Regions from separate parts of the Mus musculus genome. Here all the other regions are linked to region 4. A link is a contact called in public HiChIP or PLAC-seq, Micro-C and promoter capture Hi-C data. All regions are on one chromosome and are shown on one strand. The core of a region is the stretch at or near the end of the contact, and the rest is flanking DNA. Distances in the headings are between cores, read along the strand shown. Region 1 holds the start of Ndrg4 (N-myc downstream regulated gene 4). Region 2 holds the start of Gins3 (GINS complex subunit 3 (Psf3 homolog)). Region 3 holds the start of Herpud1 (homocysteine-inducible, endoplasmic reticulum stress-inducible, ubiquitin-like domain member 1). Region 4 holds the start of Ccdc102a (coiled-coil domain containing 102A). Region 5 holds the start of Cfap20 (cilia and flagella associated protein 20). Region 6 overlaps Nup93 (nucleoporin 93).

Region 1 (2,871 bases), core at 169-2,668, 760 kb after region 4:
GCCATCAAAATCTCAGCGGCCTCCTCAGCGGGCAGTGGGGTTAATTTACTGCTGCTTCAGGTGTGGCCACCTGAAGCCGAGGCCTAAGGGCAAAGCACCTCTTACAGAGGCAGCAAAGTCAGAAGTGTTGTGGGCTGGCTTCTTGTGACATGCTCCTTCCCCGCACCCAGGGCCTCAGAGAGATCCTGATCTAGTGTACTTTCTCTGTGAGCCATCAAGACAGGAACCCAGAGGAAAAGGTAAGGGACACACAGGGCCTGAACGGAATGAGTCACCAGGACCTCTTATCTCGTCCCAACTTCGGGGTTGGTGATGCTCAGGGTTTGGGGAGTCAGAGAGACTTCAGGGCCTCTGACCCTCCTGAGGAACCAGTGAGATCGAGGAGGATAGAGTCCCTTTCCTTTCCTGCTCCGGGAGGGTGACCTGCAGGGAATAGGTTGTGGCCACCGTGTGGGTGGGGCCCTGGTGGGGACAGAAAGAACATCTTAGCCAGGAAGTTGCCTGAGTTCCTCAGAAACCTTCAGACTTTGCAAACAGGGGGAATGTTGGCTCCTGGACCACTGAACCCCAGCTTCTCCCCAACCTCCCCAGGGTGTCCCCTCAGACGGATGGGTGGGGACTGGAGGGGAAGAGAGGTAGAGGTGGTGGGAGTGAGCCAAGGTTCCCCGTGGGAGTCTCTGGCGCTCCCCGAGAAACGCTGGACAGAGACGGGACCCTCTTTGGGAGGTCAGGCGCTGCAGATTGCATCTGGGCCCCGGCCTGTGGGTCTTCTCACCGGGCCTCCCGCCCACTCCCACAGCCCGAGACAGCCCGAGACAGTCCAGCTCCAGCCACCAAGCGGGACGCGCAGCGCGCCCCACGCCCACCCACCCACGTGGGCACGCCCCCGCTGCGCGGCGCCCCGCCCCCAGCTCCCGGGGCTCGCTCGTGCGGGGAACCTGCACCGCTCGTGGGTGGCGGCGGCGGAGGCGTCCAGGCCCGGCTCCCGCCTCCGCGACCGTGTCGCTCGGCAGCCTGGGTGAGTCGCCGCGCCCTCACCCCTGGGATCCCCTCTCGGCGCAGCCACACCGCAGTCCCGCACCTTCTCTCCACCACCCTCACGCCCTGGCCACCTTCCCTCCCCCCGCCCCCCACGCGAGGGCGACGCCCTGTCTCCCAGCCTTCTTGGCTCGGATCCCCCGAGACCGCGGCTGTCGCCCGTCCGGCCGCGACGTCTGGGGGCGGTAGGCGTCTTTGTTCGCGAGGGGCCCCTCCCGCGCGGTGTCACACTCCCCCCCCCCCCCCCCGGCGCTCACCACGGCCAGGTGGCGGCGGGTGCCTTTTGGGGTGCGCGGCTGTGCCATTGGTGGATTTTTTTAAACCCTGCTGGAGGGGGCGGTGAGCGCACCGCGCTACCGGCTGCTGCTCCCGCCGCTCCCGCTATCCCGCCGCTCCTCTCTGCGGCTACTGCGCGCCTCGCCCCGGGCGGCCCAGCGCGCTCCACCGTCGCCAAGATGAAGGTGCTGGGACACAGGCTCCAACTGCTGACAGGTACCGAGGCTTGCCGCTCGCCGCTGCCGCTCTCCGACTTGGAGCGGGTTCGGGGCGCGGTGGCCCGGGTTGGAAGGGGCGCTCTCGGGTGCGCGTTCCCAGTTGAGCGAAACCTGAAGCATGCCGGGCTCTACTGAGCCGCGAGCGCCGGCGTCTGGGAGGGTGGAGCTCCACAGAGGCCCCCTGTGGTGTCCCGTCGACGGAGCTCCGATTAGCAACCCCAGGGGAGCTCCGGAGTTTTCCAATCAAATATCCCAAGTCCCCAGAGAAAGCAGCCCTGGGCCTCCTGGGGGAGCTGGGAGAACCTGTGTAAGGGCCTCCTCTTTTCTGTGATGGTCAGAGCCACCTTTCTCTCTGGGAAGAAGTTTCTTGCTGGAAGTAGAGTCAAGTGGACTAGGAAGATGGGAAGCTAGGTTGAACCGTGATGGCTCAGGCCATCCACCTTGGGCCCGCTCTAGAGAAGAAATTAGATGTCCCTCTGAGGGCATCCTGGGGCCAGTAGCTGGAATGCCTTGGAGAAACTGGATGCCTAGAGGAGATGGGAAAGGGAGCAAGGACAGAAGCCAGGTATCTATCGGAAGGTTACATGTTCCTCATACATGAAGTCCAGCATCAGTGGAGGCTTCCGTTCTCAGAGGGGAGGTGGGCACCTGGGCTGGAGGGAGCAGCCCCTGTCCAGATCTCACTGGACCATGCTGAGCCCTTGTCAGGTGCACACCCATGTATCCCTAATGAACATATTCCAAGAGATGCTTCTCAGCACTTGGGGTCCTGCCGCTGTAAGGTGAGGAAGGGGTTGCTCTGTGTGTGTGTGTGTGTGTGTGTGTGTGTGTGTGTGTGTGTGTGTGTGTACACTCAGGAAATGGAATGGGATATGGGGTAGGGATCTGAAAGGACCCAGAGATTAGAGCAAGTGGCTGCCTTTGAAGACCCAGACAGTGAAAGTAGAACTTTCTGTTCATGGAAAAGGGAGGTCACGTTCTAAGCTGGAGGAACAAAGGGTGTTCTGCATGTGCCCTAGAGTCTTGAGTGACTTAGTCTGGGAGTGGCCTGGCCCTGGAGGGTGTGTGTGTGTGTGTGTGTGTGTGTGTGTGTGTGGAGTGGTGGTGGATGGAGGTATAGGCAGGAAGTAGGCCAGGTGAAGGTTTGGGCTGTGAGTGTGTGCGAGCATGTATGTGTGCAAGCGCGTGTGTGTGTGTGTGTGTGTGTGTGTGTTTGTGTGTGTTGGGAATGGTAGTGGATGGAGGTATAGGTGGGAAGTAGGCCAGGTGAAGGTTTGGGCTGTGAGTGTGTGTGAGCATGTATGTGTGCAAGCGTGTGTGTGTGTGTGTGTGTGTGTGT
Region 2 (2,730 bases), core at 73-2,572, 720 kb after region 4:
TCTGACCCGCTCTTGTCAACAAGCACATTAGTCATAATTGTTTTAGAGATAAGGCCTTGCCCTATAACCTGGTCTTGTTTCGACCCTGAGATCCTGTTGCCTTGGCTTCCCCAGTCCAGGGATTCTAGGCATGTGCCAGCATGCTTGACATTATTGCAACTTTTTAAAGTAGCTGTCTGGAATAAAATGTCTTAAACTGACTAGAGCAATGGTTGTTAAAAGAAGAGGAATAAAAAGTAAAGAAAGTGGTGTAAATACTTCAAGCATTCATGTGATACAAGTGTTTTTGGCAAGAAAAAGCAAGTGACTATTGCTTAGCATATGTAAAGTTCTAGTCCATATTTAGAAGGCTATTGCTTAAATGTAGTGAATTATGTAAATACATTAACAAATTATTTCATTCAAAACTAAAAAGGAATACAAAAGATGAAAGGCATGCTCGCCCCCTTTCCTGTGTTGCTCACAAACCACTACCTCAGGAATGCCCTCCTACAGTAGGTAAATTCGGTAGCAAATCTCGCAACAATCTGCCTCAACCTGTATTCATGTATGTACCGCCAAATCTAGGACCAAGCAACCAAGCAACCGTGGTCTTTCCTTTGTTCTCAGGTACTCTACCTGTGATCGCATTTGATATAGGAGCTCCCGCTTGCAGAGTGGCTGTGAAAAGACTAGGAAACTGGTCTAGTTTCCTCTTTCAGGAACCCAAACTGATCACCACACGAGGACTTTGCCAGTTGACAGTAGAGCAAGGCCCTGAACTTCAGATCTTCCAGCCATATATAAATCTACCACTCCATCTAGACTCCCACCCCACCTGAACCTACACCCGGCCAAAATACTACAAATAATTTGTAACTTAGCACACAGTTAAACATTTGGACTAGTGCTTGCGTTTTAGTTTCTTCTGTTGTTTTCAAAGACAATAATTAACCTACCAGTGAAAATGCAATAAAAGCGGGATTAATGAGGGCTGGAATACATAGTGTAAAATGATATTACTTGAATCCCCAAAGATGTTTTTAAATTCTATGTGTGTATTTAAAGGCTGCATGAACACAGTTCCGTTAGTACAGACACATGCTGTCCCTTCAATGATGTTCAAGCTTCATATACCTTCCCCAGCCTAGTCTACAAGCTGCAGGAGGACTTCCGGCCGACTCATCCAGGGCTTCCGCATTGGGCGGGGACACTGGACCCAATCTGTGACCTTATTGATTGCTTTTGCCTGAGCGGCCGCAGGCTCGCCGAAATCGACTGCTCGGGTCTGGCGAGTGCGGCGCGGGAAAGCGAGTTTGAAGCCGGCCCTAGTTCGCTGAGGTGGCGCGCCCTCCTCATCCCTGACTGTGCTGCGAGCTGCCATGTCCGAGGCGTATTTCCCAGTGGAGTCGGGCGCTCTGGGGCCGGAGGAGAACTTCCTGTCTTTGGACGACATCCTGATGTCGCAGGAGAAGCTGCCGGTGCGGGTCGAGACGCCCATGCCGCGCCTGGGAGCCTTCTTCCTGGAGCGGGGCGCGGGCTCCGAGCCGGACCATCCGCTCCCTCAGGTGAGGCGAGCCCGGCCGGGGCAGAGGTTTCCAAGATCTGGAGGCGGTGGGAGTCCTCGGGGGTCCCGGGAAGCTGCACAGCACTCGGAGGACTCTCCCGCCACCGATCTTAGTCTTCAAACTTTCCAAAGTCATTGGCTTTGGCTCCAGCCCATCATCTCAGGGTCTCTTGGTTCTATTCATGGTTTCCATAAAACTTATTTGAAGTTTCGAAGTCTGGGAACTGCAGATTGTCATGCGCACTCGGCACAATTATGACAGTGTCTGCAGCCTGTTTCCGAGGACCGACTGTCCATCAGGGGATGGGAGTCTGTGATGGGGGGATAAATTGTCATCTTCTCGCTTAGGCAATTCTACAAAGAGTGAGTACCTCAGCCAGGGTTCCACAGTAAGTCCGTGCTGGCTTAACCAAGGCAGTCCTCGGTAAAAGGTTGCTCATAACAATTTTCAGTGTCGCACTGAAAAATGGCAACTGCAGCTTCCCGTATTAAGCCTTTTGCCCTCCCATAAACCTAACAAAAGCTGGGTTAACAAAGCCAGGGTCCTCCAGTAAATGGTGAACTGGGATTCGAACCTTGGACTCTATGGCTTCAAGTACGAGTTTGTCCCAAGAGCGTAACTTGCAATGGTTACTTTCATTTCCCGTTAGGTCCTTTAAGTTTTGTTTGGAAGGGTATCAATTTTGTCTCTGTCTATTTCTAGGTACTTTTTCTCAAAGTAAAACACCACATTTTTACTTTTTCAACAACAGAAAGGCTCATTTTTGCTCCCTGGGCTGCTTCTCAACCTCACAGTCCTTTGTAAGTCGACTCTTCAGAGTCGACCGCCATGTTTTTGAAGAATATTCCAGGACTGGGGGTGAATCCTGGAGCGTTTCACATGCCAGGCAAGCATGCTACCACAGAGTTCTACCCCAAATGTCAACTTATTGGCTCCCCATTGTCATAGAGAAAGATTTAGGAGTCTTTTGTTTTTGTTTTTTTAATGTTTTTGAGACAGAGTTTCTCTGTGTAGCCTTGGCTGACATAAACTGGCTCTGTATACCAAGCTGGCCTCAGACTCAGCAATCCTTTTGCCTCTGCCTCCCTGATGCTGGGATTAAAGGTGTGTGTCACCACTGTATGGCTAGGATTTAGTTGAGCTCTTACACTCTACTGAACAAGATATCCTGCCGAGTTTGGGT
Region 3 (2,706 bases), core at 32-2,531, 530 kb before region 4:
GACGTCTCAGCCCCAGAATGTGATGGCATTTAGAAATATCTTTGTGAAAGATAATCGTTAAGATGAGGTCTTTAGCCACGACAATGCGAATGATACCCTTATAAAGGGGGCAGGGGAGAGACTGGACAGAGATACGCATAAAGATGATGCAGATACACTCACACCCGTGTATGTGCACGCACACAGGTGCACACCCGGAGAATGCCATGTGATCGGAAAGCTCGAGATTGGAAAAATACTCCCCAAAGCTAAGAAGTCCCAAGGACAGTTAGCAAACCTGCAGAACTTAGGAGAGTGGTACAGATTCTGCCCCCAAAGAAAGCAATGCTGCCCTAACCCCTGGTCGCAGACTTCCAGCCTCTACAGCTTCAAAATAAACTTCTGTTGCTCGAGCCTCCAGTTTACGACACTTTCTTATGGTTGTGTGACAAACTCACATAACCATCTCCCGAACAGGACTCTCCTATCACCTCTCTGACCTCTGTAAGCTCTGGACATGGCTGAAAACCCAGGTATCCCAACAGGATTGGGACAAAGATGGGCCGGAGCAATGCCAGTTTTGTTTTTCAAACTCAGAGGAAACACTGGAGCACTGCCTCTGGTCAGATTTCAGGTATCTGAGACCACTGCTGTGCTTGTCGCAACCCCAATTTAAAAGCAGCAGATGTTGTTAGTTCATAAATGATGACCCTTTCCAGTGTCTCCTAGAGGGTTTGTCAATCAAGAGGCACTTAGTGCCATTACTATAAGGGGTATGTTCCACACTTGATGCATCGTTAAATTTGCTGCAGGCACATTGGAAAGTGCCCGAATCCTTCATCCTCTCAGCTCAGAGCAACACAGGCCTGGTTTCTCTTCGCTTCTAAGGCCTGGTTAGTTCGTAAGGCTTCCCTGGATGCCAGGCTGCGCAGCCACCAGGGAAAATGCAAGCGGACAGACGTATGCCCAGGCGCCTGGGGTCAGAAAGGGCGGAGGGCCGCTTTGTGAGGGCACAATTTGCAGAGCCTGCTGATCTTGGGAGTCAGGCAGGCCGCCAGGCTCAGGCACCGCACGCATCCCGCGCTAAGGAGCCTGAACAGGACCAGCGCCCCAGAGGGCACCCTGACATGGCCGCCGAAGACCCGCTCCCGCGCCGCTGTCGGGACTCAGGATGACGCAACCACGGCGGGTTGCATCAGCCCGCACCCCCGCGCTTAGCCCGCCTCTCCGCCGCCTTTCTCCGGGCGCTGATTGGGCCACGTTGGACACTGACCTCTGTCTCAGCCAATGGATGGCAGCCACAGAGAGCGCTATCTGCGGAGCCCTGGCACGGGGCGCCCATAAAAGGTACCCGAGACGGGGGCGCGTGTCCCAAAGACGCCAAGTGTCGTTGTGTGGTCTCAGACGGCTGCGTCGCCGCCCGTTCGGCATCCCTGAGCGCAGTCGAGCCGCCAGCGACGCAGACATGGAGCCCGAGCCACAGCCCGAGCCGGTCACGCTGCTGGTGAAGAGTCCCAATCAGCGCCACCGCGACTTGGAGCTGAGTGGCGACCGCAGTTGGAGTGTGAGTCGCCTCAAGGCCCACCTGAGCCGAGTCTACCCCGAGCGCCCGGTGAGTGGGACCCCGGGGTGCCACGCCTGCAGGGTTGCCTGAACTCACCTGTCACACACCACAGGGCGCGAGTCTCCTTCCTGCCCAACCGTCTCCTGTGCCCCTCTGCTCGCCCTAGCGCTTGTCATCTCTTCTGGGCCTCCACCAGTCCGCGCTTGCCCTCTTCTAGCCCCTCATCTCTTCACCTCCCATTACACCTAACTCCCAAGGCTGTCACACATCTGCCCCACGTCCCTGTACCCTCTCCTCATCCTCCCAGGGAAACAGTAATTTGACCTTAATGAGTCATTTCCCCATCCGAGTCCCAGTGACCCTCCACAAACTACTAGGTGACTGACTGGGTGTTCCCAGTTCGGCTTGCATCTGATGGGTAGAAATAAGAAAAGTAAATGTTGCCAAACGAGACTTCTGGGTGTACCGAGGACAGACAGTATATGTGCCAGATTGGGCCATTGGCTAGAGGGTGGGGTGCGTGCCCAGTCACCAACTTCTGAAGGTCCCACGCCCATAGGCTAGACATGGCTCTTCTCCTGCAGCCTTCCGTTGACCGCCCCTCCCTGTCGCGCCGCACTTAGTCTCGGGGAGGAGCCCCCTTAACTTTCTAGCGAAGGATGACTGAGAAAGGAAGCCAGCAGCTGGAGTAGCCCTGAGTCTGATTTGACGACAACCGTGGGTCAGTTAGGAGACTTTCTTGTTCCGTGGGGTTCCCCACCCCTCCCCCTCCCCCTTTGGTTGACACATCTGTCAACAGCTCCCTAGCCCCGCCCACCCCTCCGGTCCCTGCCACGTGACGGAGGCTGTGCGCTGGACCTTCCTGTATTTACTTTGTTCTCTGATGTTATGTAAGTGTCCACGAGTACAGTTCTGGATCCGACAGGAGAGGGCAATCGGGTGGCTGCAGATGGGGACTTTGAACAGTGGCCTTAGAGCTCCAACCGGCAGTGGCGCGTGGGTTTCAGTTTGTTTTTGTTCCGAGTTGTCGGGAAAGTAAACAAGGCTTTTCCTTTTAGAATTGGCGAGGAACTTTATCACTTTGGGTGTAAGCGTCTAAGCCCCTGGAACTGGTCGGGGCAGTGTGTAGGATCTCCGTGGTTGTTTTCAAGAAACCAGGTGTT
Region 4 (2,840 bases), core at 28-2,527:
GGCTGTCTGTCCCTCTGACCATGGATACTGAGAGAGCCCAGCTTACAGCTGCTGGACCTCCAGGAAAGAAACGGAGGGGTGGGGAAGGGAGGAGAGCAGGGTTTCTATGCTAGAACAGAGCTTGTGGCTGGGTCATGCGTGACTACCTGAAGAGCACCATGCCCCTGGAAGCGCTTACTAGGGAGATCTTCAGATACTAGGCCCGCCAAACAAACATGACTTGGAAGAGTGGAAGCTTTCACCTACTCCAGCCCCAGGACTCTTAGCAACTCTTGGCATCGCACATTCGTATAGAACAGACATTAACCCTAGCGTTGCTATTACACACCGTGTGGTATGTGCAGGTTCCTGGCCTTTCTGAGCATCAGTTTTCCTATGTATTGAGAGGCACCAACAAGATTTCTAATTCCTCCAGCAGGTGGGTAAGACTCTGCCAATAAGAACTCATCGTACTCCTACAACAGCTCAGTAATCCGGGCCGAATAAGGGACATTCACTTACGCAAACTGAAGTCCCGGGATGAGGAAGAGTGCTACCCCTCGGCACAACCAGGGCAGTGGGCTGCTGAAGCCCTTCCCTTCTCTTAGCATCAAGCCCTTGCCCCACTTGCCCGCATTCCTTCCCGAAATTAAGTTTTCAGCTTTCCAGGGCCCAGTCCCTACTTGGTAGCCCCTTCGCGGGCCACCAGCCCCGCTCCCCCTAGCGGCTGGAGGGGGTGCGGGGGTCCGGTCCTGCAAGACGCGGTCCCGCCCACCCCACCGCTTGGTTTCCATTGGTAGCGCAACGGGTCTGGGCGTAAAGCCGTGCTCCGATTGGCCAGTGCCACCCGTCCGTCCGGCACTCGCCATGGTGACCACGTTGGGTCCCCCGGGAGAGTTCCACATTCCGCCCCCGCCTGCCATCCCCCCCCCTCCTGGCCCTGCCGGCATTCCACGGGCGCCCCCTCCCCCACTGTCCCGCCACGGGACCCGGCTTCCACGGGGATGGAGACGGGCCGGGGGACTCTAAGTGGGACTAAAAAGTTGGACTCAAGTTTGGGGTGCGGCGGGCGCCGCCCCGGCTCCTGTCCCTCGCTGCAAAGTTCTTCCCTCGCGTGAGCGGCTCCGAGACCGCAGCGAGTACCCTGTCGCGATGACCTCCCGCCCCGCCGTCCCCACTCACCTCGGGCCGGGGCTGGGATTCCGGACGTCCGAACTGCTGCTCTGGGTGGAGCGGGCGCGGGGCTGGCTGCGGCGGCCGTCGGGAGGCCGGGGGAGGGCCGCCAAGTCTCCTCCTCCTGCCAGGGGAGGGGAAGGGGAGCGGGCGGGGGCCCCTCGTGGGGCGCGGTTTGCTGCGGGTTGGGGCCAGGCAGCCGGACCCCCCTGGCCCGCCCAAGCATGGGGTCGCCCAGGCAGGATCCGCGTCCTCGGCTTTCCCGCCAACCACGGTCTAGGTGATCCAGGACAGGAGTGGGCACCATGACCCACGAGGAGCTTCACTTTGGTTAACTGCATTACTTCCAGTGCTAGCGCTGACACCGACTGGACTTGGGCCAGAGTCCATGTCCTCACTGGGCCTCGGTTTCCCTTTTTTGTACAAAGCGACTTCAGGCCTATAAAGGAGAGTGATGGGACCTACTCCCACTGTGGAGATTTTCCCTCTGGTGTGCGATGGTGCTTGGCAGAACCCTCTGACCTTCTTGTACACACCCATTAGGCTCAGGCTCTCTCTCTCTCTCTCTCTCTCTCTCTCTCTCTCTCTCTCTCTCTCTCTTTGGGATAGGGTGTCTGTAGTCTTGTCAGGGAAGAAGAAGGTCAAGATGGTATCTCCCCTTCACATCCTGCTTCGAGGTTGGTCTGTCTTGCCGACAGGACCAAAAGTCACAAAAACGCGTGGGCAGCTAAGCTGGGTTAGGTTATTGTCCAGAAAAGATAAAGATTATGAAGATAAACGAATCACATACTTCTTGGTTAAGAGTGTTTTAATTCTAATCATGGTCACGAGCATAGTGGTTTGTGAAGAGTGAATCACATACTGAATGTTGAAGGTTTTTTTCCCCCCTTACGGAGTTGAGCTATTATTGGTTTGCTGTAAGAGATTGTTTTGTTTTACCAAAATACCGGGGCTAGCTGGATATGGTGGTGCACCCCTTTAATCCCAACACTTGGGGCCTCTAATCCCAGCATTAGGGAGGCAGAGACAGAGGCAGGCAGATGTCTGCCTCACAGGAGTTTGAGGCCAGTCTGGTCTATCTACATAGTGAATTCCAGGAGAACCAGAGCTAGTAGAAAACCCCTGATTTACAAAAATAAATAAACCAAACAAACAAACAAACTAGGGCTTCTTCAAAAACAAGGATCCTTTGACCTTCCCCCCTTTAAGGGGATCCTGTGTGTATTTGGTGGCCTCCAAGGTCAGAAGAGGGGCTCAGATCCCTTGAGACTAAAGTTACTGATAGCTATGAGCTACCATGTAGGTGCTGGGAACTAAACTGGGGCCCTTTGAAATAGCATTAAGTACTCTTAACCACTGAGCCACTTCTTCAGATCTCCCCCCCACCCCCAGCCCCCCACTGAGTATTCTGAGAACTCAGTACATCTTTTTGATGTCATACACTTCCCCCACATCCTTCTCTGTGGTCTTCAGCTGTCTTCTCTGCCCCACCCCCACCAACTTTGTGAAGTCCCACAGATTTTGCAAGTTTTATAGTTTCACTTGCCCCTTCATGTGCTGGGCAGGTAGTGAGTGGTGCTTGCTTGGCAGCTGTTATAATCAGCAGAAGACCAGTTTGGGTGGGAATGCTTGCACTTTGGTTAGCATCTACAGATCACTAGCCTGCAGACCCTCCATTGGCTGTCCTC
Region 5 (2,700 bases), core at 150-2,649, 520 kb after region 4:
AGGGTCCGCTTCCTATGGGATACTCTTGACATAACTCTAGCTATGGATCTGAAAGAGTTGGTCAGACTGCTTACATACCAAAGGCCAGATCTTGAGGAACTCTCAACTGTCTTAGCCAAATGACAAGACACTCCCAACAGGTTTCTCTCAAAGCTGTCCTCAGAACACACGACTGCCTAGCAGTGACAAACAGAAGGCAATGCAGGTACTCTGTCAACCACTGTGTGTCTCAAAGCCCTTCTCTGTGAATTAGGAAAGACATTGTTCTAGTCCTACTACGAATAATCTTGACTTACTCCACCCATTCTATATACATCTCTATGAACACCACACTAGGCATATCACCTCTCTCCATCTTCCCCAGCCGAGGGCAGAACTAAAGATATTCCCTAAATCACCTGGCTTCCACATTAGAGTGACCACTTTATATTCAAAAACAAAACAAAACAAAAAAACGGTCCAGCTCACTGCCCCAGGAATCTTCATGAGAAAAGAAACGGCAAGGCATTTCATCTAGATCTTAATATCTCCAAAAGTGAACAGGGAAGGCCACCATCTCATGTGGCAAGCAAAAACACCATCCATTCTAGAGGACGGCTGGATAAAAATACAGAGGCTTGATACTGGCTCTCGAGAAGCCCCTAACAATCACCTTTTTGCAGGTTTCCCAATGGAGAAGGCCAGTACAGGAAGAATAGTACGGACTCTAAGTTACAGAGGGCTCGCAGCAAGTTCCAAAGGTTTGGCTGTCGACGGATGGAGCTAATGAATGGGATCAGAACAAGTCTGGCTTGGCCGGTGCTCAGGATGTCCGGGGAAAAGGCCCTCCGTATGGAGTGCAGCAACAGTGCTTGGCACCAGCGAACACATGCATGTCTTTCTTCAAAGTGCTATGCGTTTCAAGCTAGGCTGTGGGCACTCTGCCCCCATTCTACTGACCGGGACGTCAAGGCTCGGTAGCCACTCCATCACGTGGGCGGCTAGTCGGCCCCACCCCCGTCCCGCCCCCACCGCTCACCTTTTTGTCCCAGATCTGCAGGGGCTTGCTGCCGATGCTGTAGAGGATGGAAAGGAAGCCACTCTGGAACGTGTTCTTGAACATCTCGCCAGCCGCGGCCCCGCAGCCGCCGCCCTAGGCCCGGGATTGGAGATCGGCACCGAGCGGCGAAAGAGAGCGGGTGCCGCCGGTCCGAAGGTAGGACGCTGAGAGCTGCAGCCACTGACGGCGGGAAGCGGCGGCGTGACGCAGATCCGTAAGCCTCGGTGAGCACCGAGCCACCTCAGCACCGAAACCACAGCAACTGCCGCCCGCGCCGCCGAGCCTGCCGGAGAGGAGGCGGAGCGCCGCCTCGGCCCGCCACGGATCCCTCCGCACGCTTGGGCCCGCCCCTCGGAGGCGCATTGCCCAGTCCTGCCGCAGAAAGAACGGTTTCCGGTTCCTTCCGCCCTTAGGCCCGCCCCTTCCTGCCCCCTCGGGCGCGGAACTTGGTTGCCAAGGGACTATTCCCCGCCCCTCCCCGCCGGGGCCCAGACTTGGTTTAGAACAGCGGAAGGAGACTTTAAGTTTACCTCACGTGTTTACAGTGCCTGCGTGGTGTCATGGGAACCGGGAGGCGCGTGGAGGGGTGGAGTCATGCCAGACCCCTCCCCCGAAGGGCGGGAAGAGTGAGGAAGGTGGCTTTGTGCCAACGACAGATAAATATTATCCCTGGGTGTGTTGACTCCAGATTTTAATCCTAGTACCGGATTAAATCCCAGCAGAGGTAGAAAGATCTCTGAATTTGAGGTCTACATATCGAGCTCCAGGACAGCCAGGACTCAGAGACACCCTGTCGCAAAAAACAAATATTGGTTGGCCCAGGAGAACGTGTGAGCTAATGAACCAGTATTGATTGCCCAATTTACATCATCACCTTTAATTATCAAGTTACAGTGAATGAGCTGCTGTAAAAGCAATACTCTGGGGGAAAGCGTATCTCTTTAAATGCATTGATTCGAAAAGAAGAAAGCCGGAATATTAAGATATAAACAAAAATTAATAAAATCTTAAAAGTGGAATAGTTGAGTTGAACCGACAGCTGATTTTTTTAAAAAAAGTGTGTCAATTTCTGGAATATTGTAGGAAAGACATACGCTGTGTATTTCAAGTAGAAGGAAATCTCAAGTGTGGAAGACTTCCACCAGTCGCTGAGCGTCTTCCTAAATGGTGTTCCACCCAGGCCTGTGTTCTGGCGCACAGAAAAGAGTTTGAAGCACAGACGATCACTTTAGCAATTTTAACGATCATAGTTGCAAAGTTTACACATTTACTATGTGACGGGTATATGTGATGCCTTACCCTGTATTAACTCACTCTACCCTCACACCAAAGCTTTGAGTACTCCAGCCAGAATTTCTAGATATCGTGAAAACTATGTGAATCTATTACTATATAAAAATGAAACTTGTTATATGGAATTAATTTTTGCATGATATCTGGGAATTCTTTATGTACTCTAAGCCAAGTGAATAATTTATAGCTTGATTGTTTTTAAGTTGTTCAAAATATCCTCGGGGCTGGAGAGATGGCTCCGCTGTTAAGAGCACTGGTTGCTCATCCAAAGATCCTGAGTTCAATTCCCAGCAACCCCATGGTGGCTCACAACCATCTGTAATGGGAACTGATGCCCTCTTCTGGCCTGAAGGTGTACATACAGATAG
Region 6 (2,897 bases), core at 156-2,655, 610 kb before region 4:
ACAGTCAGCCACGAGCCTGGCGACCCTCCCTGCATGCGACGGCTGAACTTTGTGCGTCTGCTCATGCTCTACACCCGCAAGTTTGAGTCCACGGACCCAAGAGAAGCCCTCCAGTACTTTTACTTCCTCAGGTGAATCCTGCCTTTGCCTTTGTACTTGCCTAGCTTTTATTTCTCCATCCTGACAGTGACTGTTAGAGACTCAGTCTGCATCTGTACCACAAACCACCCAAGCTATTCCTGTGCTTTTGTAGGGATGAGAAAGACAGTCAAGGAGAAAACATGTTTCTGCGCTGTGTGAGCGAGCTTGTGATAGAAAGTCGAGAGGTAGGTCAGCTTTCTCATCACCCTGGCTGGAATTTTTAGTGTGCTCTCATTCTACTCTGTGTGTGTGCTGTACATGGCCTAGAGGGGGAGGCAGGCAGGGCAGGGCTTGCTTTGGTTTCTTACACTGACAATACTGACTTCAGCCTCACTGTGTCCTAGTTGTGAGAGACCTCTCCTTTCCCTTTGCCCTAAGAAATTGTGTGTTATGTTTATTTCCTTGACCAGTAAGCTGAGTAAACCTTTTTTCCCCCACAGTTTGATATGATTCTTGGAAAACTAGAGAACGATGGAAGTAGAAAGGTAGGTTAAATGTGTCCTTGGTTGTCAGAATGTAGTTATACTGTAGGAGTCATCTGGATACATGAATTGTAACAAATGGAAGGATGAAATTATAAGCCCAACTGATAGCATTAATTAGTTTTACACACATTTTTCTTTCTTTAAAATTTATAAATTTGTAATTAGTGTTTTCATATGTTCTGTCTGACATTTTTCTTAAAGCTAAGGCAGCTGTATTTTTGACTCAGAAAACATGAAGAAAAGTTAGGGTTTACTCTGCCTACTCTCTCCAGATGGGAAAGTTAGACATGCACTTCACCTCTGAGTACTCAGAACTCCCCACCAACCCCAGAAATGCCATCTCCCAAGAGCCTTAGCAGCTCCTCTGGGACTTACCATGCCATGGGACACTGTAAGAGAAGGGCAGAAGCCCCATGTCAGGGCCCAGTCCTAACCCTGGCCCCCCTGGGTGCCCACAGCTACTCACTTTCCTGTGTAAACCTCATGGTTTGGCCTGGCGCCCAGATGAGGGGCCTGCCGGTACTGATAGTGGGGGCCATCTTCTTGGCTTTGTGTAGTATCTTACTCAGGTAAGACAGTCACCCACAAAGTGAGAACCAAAGCAGAAATAAAAGTGGCTAAGTACTTTCTTCAAGAGCACACAAGTGGAATCTGAGCATGCAGTGCATTTCCTGGGTTGAGGGGCAGGGCACTGGAATTTGGCCGAGCCCTGAAGGTGCCTTAGCATGCACGGTCAAGCACAGTGTTGCGCAGTCGGTCTTCCCTCCCTGAGTCCTGGGGCCTGTCAGACTCTCCTGATCGTGTGCCTGCTAGTGAGTGGTGACAGAGGCTATTTCAAAGTCCTCACCACCACTTCCTGCATCTGTCTTAGAAAGCAAATTGAAAGTCCTAAAAGTATTTTCTCATAACATCCTGCTTGCCAGCAAATTTAGAATCACTAATAGTTTTACCTACTCTTAGTCATTTTGGAAAATCTCTCAGAAACCACTAATGTGCCATAGCTGACTCCATAGTGCTCCCATTAACGTGCCCTGTCTTTTTCTGTGGTTATGGTGTGGGGCCTTATGTCTTCAGGAGAGCCGAGTCTGGCAGATGAAGACTGTTGACTAGGGCAACTGTTCAGCTGTGTGTTCCGAGACACAGTTGCTGCGGGGTGTTGAGTCTTTCCCTTCCCCTTGATATTTGTCTTGTCAGCCTGGAGTTATAGATAAGTTTACCAGTGACACAAAGCCTATTATCAACAAAGTTGCTTCGGTGGCAGAAAACAAAGGACTGTTTGAAGAGGCAGCGAAGCTTTATGACCTTGCTAAGGTAATGTTCCCTTTTCCTGACTCGGCGTGAATGCCCAAGCTCTGCACTACTGTCCCAGCTGAAACATGTTCTCTGGCGTAAAAATGGTTCAATCAGGGTCAAGTTCCCATTTTACAGAAGTCTAACTGTCCGAAAAGTATCTATGGCCAAATAACAGCATAATGAAAGTCTCTCCTGTAGACACTGTCAAAACCACTGTGGTTCCCGTGGTAGCTTTCTACAGTGGCCAACAGTGTGCAGTCCAAGAACCTGAGTTAAACGCATCTCCCTACGAGTATGTGATAAGCACTGATGACTTAGGTGATGTCCTGGGGCTGAAGAGGTGGCTCACGCTGCTCTCCTAAGAATTGGGTTTGCTTTCCAGCACCCACATGGTGGCTCACAGCCCTCCATAACCCCAGTTCCAGAGGATCTGGTACCTTTTTTGGCCTCTGCAGTCACCAGGCATGTACATGGTGCACATCCGTACATGCAGGCAAAAAAAACCATAAACACAAAAAGATAAAAATAAATAAATCTTTTTAAATAAAGATTTCCTAGGGGTAAATAGATGGCTCAGCATTTAAGAGCACCGACTGCTCTTCTAGAGGTCCTGAGTTCAATTCCCAGCAACCACACGGTGGCTCACAACCATCTGTAATGGAATCTTATGCCCTCTTCTGGTGTGTCTGAAGACAGCAACAGTGTACTCATATACATGAATTACTCTTTTAAAAAGACAGACAGACAGATAAATCTCCTAAATTTAAAAATATTGTGTTGAGGTCTAATTAGGACATAGGAAAATATGCAAGTGGTAGGTATATATTGGGTGATCTGTCCACACAACCCTGGTCTCAGAATATAGAGTAGTTCTGTTCATCACCCCAGAAAGTTGCTGGTTTTATTTTGCTTAATTAGTTTGTTCTTTTGTTGATTGTTCCCTGAATCTTAAAATCTTCAACAGAATGCTGACAAGGT

The links. Promoter capture Hi-C pulls out the DNA fragments that hold promoters and counts their contacts. Hi-C and Micro-C count contacts between places; a contact is called where the count stands out from the background. HiChIP or PLAC-seq counts read pairs in DNA pulled down with a chosen protein or histone mark.
Region 1: a promoter capture Hi-C map of embryonic stem cells shows a contact between it and region 4. The contact joins the promoter of Ndrg4 here to the promoter of Ccdc102a in region 4. A contact is called at or near these places in 3 of 39 promoter capture datasets (embryonic stem cells, liver and pre-B cells).
Region 2: a promoter capture Hi-C map of pre-B cells shows a contact between it and region 4. The contact joins the promoter of Gins3 here to the promoter of Ccdc102a in region 4. A contact is called at or near these places in 5 of 39 promoter capture datasets (frontonasal cranial neural crest, liver, maxillary cranial neural crest and 1 more).
Region 3: a contact with region 4 is called in a Micro-C map of embryonic stem cells, with 2.5 times the contacts expected there. The contact joins the promoter of Herpud1 here to the promoter of Ccdc102a in region 4. A contact is called at or near these places in 2 of 39 promoter capture datasets (pre-B cells and stem cell-derived epiblast-like cells), 2 of 484 Hi-C or Micro-C datasets (the N1E-115 cell line and embryonic stem cells) and 2 of 115 datasets of contacts at active chromatin or transcription factors (memory CD8 T cells and pancreatic cancer cells).
Region 5: a contact with region 4 is called in an H3K27ac HiChIP or PLAC-seq map of trophoblast stem cells, with 3 times the contacts expected there. The contact joins the promoter of Cfap20 here to the promoter of Ccdc102a in region 4. A contact is called at or near these places in 1 of 39 promoter capture datasets (pre-B cells), 2 of 484 Hi-C or Micro-C datasets (embryonic stem cells and muscle stem cells) and 4 of 115 datasets of contacts at active chromatin or transcription factors (bone marrow-derived macrophages, memory CD8 T cells, pancreatic cancer cells and 1 more).
Region 6: a promoter capture Hi-C map of hematopoietic stem and progenitor cells shows a contact between it and region 4, with 2.6 times the contacts expected there. The contact joins the enhancer-like site here to the promoter of Ccdc102a in region 4. A contact is called at or near these places in 6 of 39 promoter capture datasets (the C10 cell line, hematopoietic stem and progenitor cells, liver and 2 more).

The regions. Positions count from the first base shown.
Region 1 is chr8:95,676,854-95,679,724 of GRCm38.p6, forward strand. It overlaps Ndrg4 (N-myc downstream regulated gene 4), which reads left to right and starts at 1,419. Exons shown (of 17, transcript NM_001372423.1): 1 at 1,419-1,530. The coding sequence starts at 1,494.
Region 2 is chr8:95,632,237-95,634,966 of GRCm38.p6, forward strand. Gins3 (GINS complex subunit 3 (Psf3 homolog)) reads left to right here and starts at 1,323. Exons shown (of 3, transcript NM_030198.3): 1 at 1,323-1,547. The coding sequence starts at 1,362.
Region 3 is chr8:94,385,148-94,387,853 of GRCm38.p6, forward strand. It overlaps Herpud1 (homocysteine-inducible, endoplasmic reticulum stress-inducible, ubiquitin-like domain member 1), which reads left to right and starts at 1,282. Exons shown (of 8, transcript NM_022331.2): 1 at 1,282-1,591. The coding sequence starts at 1,445.
Region 4 is chr8:94,916,821-94,919,660 of GRCm38.p6, forward strand. It overlaps Ccdc102a (coiled-coil domain containing 102A), which reads right to left and starts at 1,278. Exons shown (of 9, transcript NM_001033533.3): 1 at 1,162-1,278.
Region 5 is chr8:95,433,470-95,436,169 of GRCm38.p6, forward strand. It overlaps Cfap20 (cilia and flagella associated protein 20), which reads right to left and starts at 1,400. Exons shown (of 6, transcript NM_008187.2): 1 at 1,019-1,400. The coding sequence starts at 1,102.
Region 6 is chr8:94,306,021-94,308,917 of GRCm38.p6, forward strand. It overlaps Nup93 (nucleoporin 93), which reads left to right. Exons shown (of 22, transcript NM_001357266.1): 14 at 5-131; 15 at 254-326; 16 at 582-626; 17 at 1,821-1,937; 18 at 2,884-2,897. Among named protein-coding and RNA genes, the nearest start is that of Mir138-2, 17 kb to the right of the region's middle. Within about 2 kb of position 1,406, at least 63 of the 459 cell types and tissues checked have an H3K27ac peak or open chromatin away from gene starts, as enhancers often do. A contact at or near this core is called in hematopoietic stem and progenitor cells, where this site is marked.